Linked DNA regions of Sus scrofa: region 1 is linked to region 2. A link is a contact called in public Hi-C data. All regions are on one chromosome and are shown on one strand. Each heading gives the region's core, a stretch centred on a gene start, on an enhancer-like site or on the middle of the called end of the contact. The rest is flanking DNA. Distances are from core to core; before and after follow the strand shown. Region 1 holds the start of GPD1L (glycerol-3-phosphate dehydrogenase 1-like protein). Region 2 has its middle 43 kb from the start of GPD1L.

Region 1 (2,700 bases), core at 173-2,672, 44 kb before region 2:
GGATAGGGAATCCAGCGTTATTTTGAGCTATGGTGTAGGTCTCAGCCACGGTGGGATCCTGCCTGGCTGTGGCTGTAGGCAGCTACAGCTCCGATTGGACCCCTAGCCTGGGAACTTCCATAGGCCATGGGTGCCGCCCCCCCCCCAAAAGAAAAAAATGGAGACCAGGTAACTAGTACCAATTGCTGCAGGACTCCTAGAAGCCTGAACTGTGATGAGTGTCCCACCACAGGAAAAAAAAAAAAAAGTGAAGTGAAAAAACAACACTCAACTATTCTATACCAGTTCCTCGGACGTGGGAAAAACAGTGCACGGCAATGTTAAAATATCAGATGCTATACCATATTCTGCCTTCTTGCCTCCAGCCCACTTTCCTCTATATTCACCTGCACACGTCAAACATTCCCACCGTTTTAGTTCCCTTTCTTAAACTTAGAAGAAGAAGAAGAAAGGGAACTAAAAGAGCTGACATTTAAAGTGCTTACAAGAGTGCACGGCACAAAGTGCTTTACAAACGCTAAAGTCAAAGCCTAGCCGAGACGCAAAGCTTCACAAACCTCCCAGAGGAGTCCCAATGCTCCCGGGCTACAGTGCGAGCCTGGCATGAACGAACTTGGGATGTTCTTCCCGAAAGGTTACTAAGCAGAAGCCTGAGCGAGACCCTCACTTGGAAGGGCATCGCCGGCCCCGCCCTCGACCTGGATAAGCAAAAGCGCCCTTCAACCCCCTGTGCCTCCGCTTCCTCCACACGGAAACCACAGCAAGAACGCTCCAGCTCCCTCCAACTCCTGGACCCAGGCGATCTGCCCAGGAAAGTAGAGAACGCCTTTAGAATGTTGCGCAAACCCCTGGCAGCGGCGAGCAGGTGGCCTTCGTGCGCCAGCCGCGCGCGGTGCTGCGAGAGCAGACAGGTGCCCGCGGGCATGCCATATGCTCTCTCCGCGCCACCTCCCCGGGCACGCGGGCCCAGGGCCTCCCGGGGCAGTGCCTCAGCGCGGCCTCCCCGGGAGAGCGGTGCCCAGCCCAGCCTTGAGGCAGCCTGACCCGCCTCCCCGCGCGCGGTGCCCAGTGCCCACGCTGCGGGGGGTACGCGCGCCCTCGGCCGCCTGAGAGAGGGGCTTCCCGCAAGCGGAGCCCCAGCCGCCGGCCCGCCGCCGGCCCGCCGCCGCTCACCAGTTCCCGGAGCCCACGATGCACACTTTCAGGGGTGACGCTGCCATGGCCTGGCCGGAACGCTACAGCCCGGCTCGCACCTCCTCTGCCGGCCGCCCGCCTACACCCGCTCAGCCTAAAGCCTCTGCGCCTCGCGGCGGCCCCGCCCCCCTCGCCTCTCAGCCAATGGCCGCGACCACCCCCGCCCGGACGCCCCGGGCCACAGTGACAGCGGGGAGGACCCGCCCCGCCACTCCCGATAACCACTGCGCACGCCTGAGCCCCGCCAGCCTCCTGGCCCAGCTCTGGCACCGCCCAGCGCTGCCCGAAGCCTTTCGGGACTTGTAGTCCGCGCCTCCTGGGCCGCCTCTCCCACCGCGCCACGTGCTGCCCAAGGAGGTTGCACTGCGCCTCGAGCTCCGAGCGCTTGGTGCTGCACCACCCTCCTCTCGTAGCACCAGGTTTGACCCGGTGTTCCCCACCCCGCCTTTCTTCCCTCTCAGGAAGAGCTTCCGCGCAGCAATTTGGAGCCGAGAGAAGCTCCCCGCTTCAGTCTAAAGTCGTCCAGGCTTGGGCCAGTCCTCGAAGTGGCCGCCGCATTCTCTTGGGCCTCTGCCTCACCTGTGGAAACCTCTTAACTTCTGCCTCACCTGTGGAGACCATCTGCCGGACTTCGCGGTGGCGCTGTTATCTTCTGAGGCCTTCGGGACTTGGCCAGACAGCCCTGCGCTCCAGGGTGAGAACTTTGTAGTTAGAGTCAGGTAGAGATTTGGACTCTGGCTACCTTGCCCTTGCCTCACCCACTGATTTGGAAGGACTTCCCTCCTCATCGTTTCCGCCCCAGGGATCAGGAGGATTTGTGGCTCCGAGACCACACTTCCCTTCTTCTGAGAAACGGAACGTTGGGTATCCTTTCTGAGCATCCCTTTCCTCAGGGCGCCACATGAGACCTTCCTTGGGAAGAGGACAAAGTGGTGCGAACCGGGGCTTCTTGGACTCCCCTGCACATTAGAGTCTCTGGAGCTTTTCAAAATCCCCAGACCAGGCAGCACCGCAAGCAAATTGCATCAGAATCTCCCAGAATGGGATACAAACATCAGGATTTTTTGAAGTTCAAGGGTGATTGCAAAAGAACTCAAGATTGAAAACCAGGAAACATGTCAGAGGAGAGTGGCTGAGGAAACACTCCAGTACCTAGGAATATACTAAGCCTATTAGTTTGATGCAAAGAGGATTAGCTCATTTTTGTTTTCGCTTCTACATTGTATGAAAAATTTATTTATATGACAAGATGTTTACTCAAGGAACTACCTAGAGAGAGTGGATGAGATCAGGCATGCTTTCCACTCCTCACTAGTGGTTTGTTCTCATTTATTTGCCAGGAAAGACACCAATGCAGGAATGATATGAAAGTTCAACTACCCAAGCTTTATTCATTTTTCCTCCCTTGCATTTGTGTTATGAAATGGGTTGGTCTAATTAAATAATGAACTCATGTACTTGAGTAAATGTACATTGCCAAGATTTACACCAAGTGATCAGTTCATG
Region 2 (2,776 bases), core at 266-2,765:
ATGAGATAAAGGGATTTCTCCCTCACTTGACAAACTGCCTGTGCCCAATTATCTCTCTTAGAGCTTTTCTTCTGCCCACTGTACACTTATTCTCTGCAGGCCTGTTTATCAGACCAAAATAGCAGATGCCATGGGAGTTCTCCCGGAACCAAAGGCCCTGCCCCTTTCACATCCAATTCCAGCTGACAGCAGTCTCTAAAGCAGAGTTCTCCAGCTCCAAGGAAGGAAGGATTGAGGGAAGAAGGATGAAAGGTAGGAAGAGAGGAAGGAAGGGAGGAAGAGGCATTTAGAATTTGGCAGTCAGTCAAAAGATCTTTTTTGGGGGGGCCACACCCATGGTGTTAGAAAATTCCCAGGCCAGGGATCAAACCAGTAGCACAGCAGTATCAATGCTGGATCCTTATCCTACCTAGCCACCAGGGAGTTCCCCCAAAAGATTTTTTTTTTCCTTCTTTTTTGGCTACTCCATGGCATCTGGATTTCCCGGGCCAGGGGCCAAGGGCGAGGGGCCAGGGTTCAGATCCAAGCCTCAGATACAACCTAGGCCACAGCCCTGGTGATGCCAGATCCACTGTGCTGGGTTGGGATCAAACTTCCGTCCCAGCACTACAGAGACATTGCCAATCCCACTGTGCCACAGCAGGAACTCTTTTTTTTTTTTCTTCTTTTTAGGGCCACACCCATGGCACATGGAGGTTCCCAGGCTAGGCGTCCAGTCGGAGCTACAGCTGCCAGCCTACACCACAGCCACAGCAACATCAGATTTGAGCCAAGTCTGCGATCTACACCACAACTCATGGCAACACCAGATCCTTAACCCACTGAGCAAGGCCAGAGATCAAACCCGCAACCTCATGGTTCCTAGTCAAATTTTTTCCACTGTGCCACAATGGAAACTCCAGAACTCATTTTATTTTATTTTTTCTTCTTTTTTGTCAGAAGATTTTTAAAGGGACTGCTAGACTCTTTGGTGATGTGTGGGGCAGGAGAAACACAGGTAAAATATGGAAGGAACCTTCCGCAACCAAGGTACAGATCATTAGAGACGATAAAGCTGCATGCCAAGAGTGCAGCCAAAAAAAAATTTAGGTTAATTTTGTCTGATTTGCATCCAGTCTTCTCATTAATGAATATGAAACATTGCAGGTGAAGCTGGAATCCCTTTTCATTACGACACCACCCCCACTTCCCTCCGGCTCTGTGCTCTGACTTCAGCCAGCCTGATGAGTTTGGTCTGTGTCTTTCAATCTGTATTTGATAATTTTCGTACATAATTGTAGACAACGCAGGGTGTTCATTACGTATCTTTTCATAAATCAGCGACCCCTCAGCTGGCCATGGCTATTCTCACTGAATCTAGTGTCCTAGAACTCCAGAGCTGTTTCTCTCTAGGCAAGAACATAGCTTTTCTGGGGGCTGATGCAGATCTGTGGATGCAATGCGGCATCTCTGGCCCAGAATTGAGGGTGTTACTGAGGAAGTGAAGCGGGCTCGGGGGAATTTTGGTCCTGTGCATGCTTCCTCAGCTTAGAGCTGTCTTGGCTAAAAATAGCGGAAGCTGTTCACCATCTGCAAAGCACAGCTGTGCAGGCCCCTGTTTTGAAATGAAAAGAAGGTTAGCATTGCCGAGCATTTCCCAAGAACAACCTTTGCTCACTAGGCAAAAGGTAATGCAGATATTAACTGATAGAGAGTTTTCTCCCATGACCATTGCCGTGTGTGGTAGGAACCACCCTGCTTTATAGTCACTACAGGGCTTTATTCTTATTTTTGTTTTTTTGGCTGCGTACATAGCATATGGAAGTTCCCAGGCCAGGGATCAAACCCACACCACAGCAGTGACAATGACAGCCTCTTAACCTACTAAGCCACCAGGGAGCTCCACTAAGGAACCTTTTAGACGCATGTAGTTCCTTTGGCTGTCCCTTTAGGCATCCCTGTAATCACATCAATCTAGATTCTTAGTTGAAGTTGTATGAAGCAGAAAAGGAACTCCTTAAACAACATTAAGGTTCTCAGAGTTCCCATTGCGGCTCAGCGGTTAACGAATCTGACTAGCATCCATGAGGATGCAGGTTCGAACCCCAGCCTTGCTTAGTGGGTTAAGGATCTGGTGTTGCCGTGAGCTGTAGTGTAGGTCGCAGTCACAGCTTGGATCCTGCGTTGCTGTGGCTGTTGTGTAGGCCGGTAGCTACAGCTCTGATTCGACCCCTAGCCTGAAAACCTCTATATGCTGTGGGTGTGGCCCTAAAATTAAAAAAAAAAAAAAAGCAAACAACATTAAGGTTCTTACAGAAGCTTAGTGAGGGCCAAGGAGTTAAGTTTGGAGGCCATGTAACTAGGAACAATGCCCAATGCCCTACTCCAGCATTTCTTTCCAAAACTTATTTCTGTGACCCTCATCTGCGGCTATGCTTCCTTATAATATAAATATTTTTATAAAAGTGGTATGTGTATATAGGTGTACCTGTACATGTTACAAATTTCAAAAGGTAAGAGAGGATAAAAAGGAAAAAAAAAGTCTTCTTCCTACTACTCCAGTGGCTCACTTTTCCTTCACAGAGGTAGCCTTATTTTCAGTTCCTTATGCGTTCTTCCAGAGAAATGCTATGCATATATATGGGTTTATAGATTAGGTTTTCCCTATACAAATGATAGCACACCATATACCATAGAGTCTGCAACATTCATTTACCACCTAACACTGTATCTTGGAGATTATAAGTACAGAACTGCATCATATTTTTTCAGGAACCGTATCAGTTAGGCTAGGGTA

Evidence for each region. Hi-C and Micro-C count contacts between places; a contact is called where the count stands out from the background.
Region 1: a contact with region 2 is called in a Hi-C map of liver, with 3 times the contacts expected there. The contact joins the promoter of GPD1L here to the enhancer-like site in region 2. A contact is called at or near these places in 1 of 5 promoter capture datasets (liver), 3 of 47 Hi-C or Micro-C datasets (all in liver) and 2 of 2 datasets of contacts at active chromatin or transcription factors (alveolar macrophages and skeletal muscle).

Annotation. Positions count from the first base shown.
Region 1 is chr13:18,125,193-18,127,892 of Sscrofa11.1, reverse strand. GPD1L (glycerol-3-phosphate dehydrogenase 1-like protein) reads right to left here and starts at 1,422. Exons shown (of 8, transcript XM_003483139.4): 1 at 1,174-1,422. The coding sequence starts at 1,220.
Region 2 is chr13:18,081,625-18,084,400 of Sscrofa11.1, reverse strand. No RefSeq gene overlaps it. Among named protein-coding and RNA genes, the nearest start is that of GPD1L, 43 kb to the left of the region's middle. Within about 2 kb of position 1,515, at least 13 of the 83 cell types and tissues checked have an H3K27ac peak or open chromatin away from gene starts, as enhancers often do. A contact at or near this core is called in alveolar macrophages and liver, where this site is marked.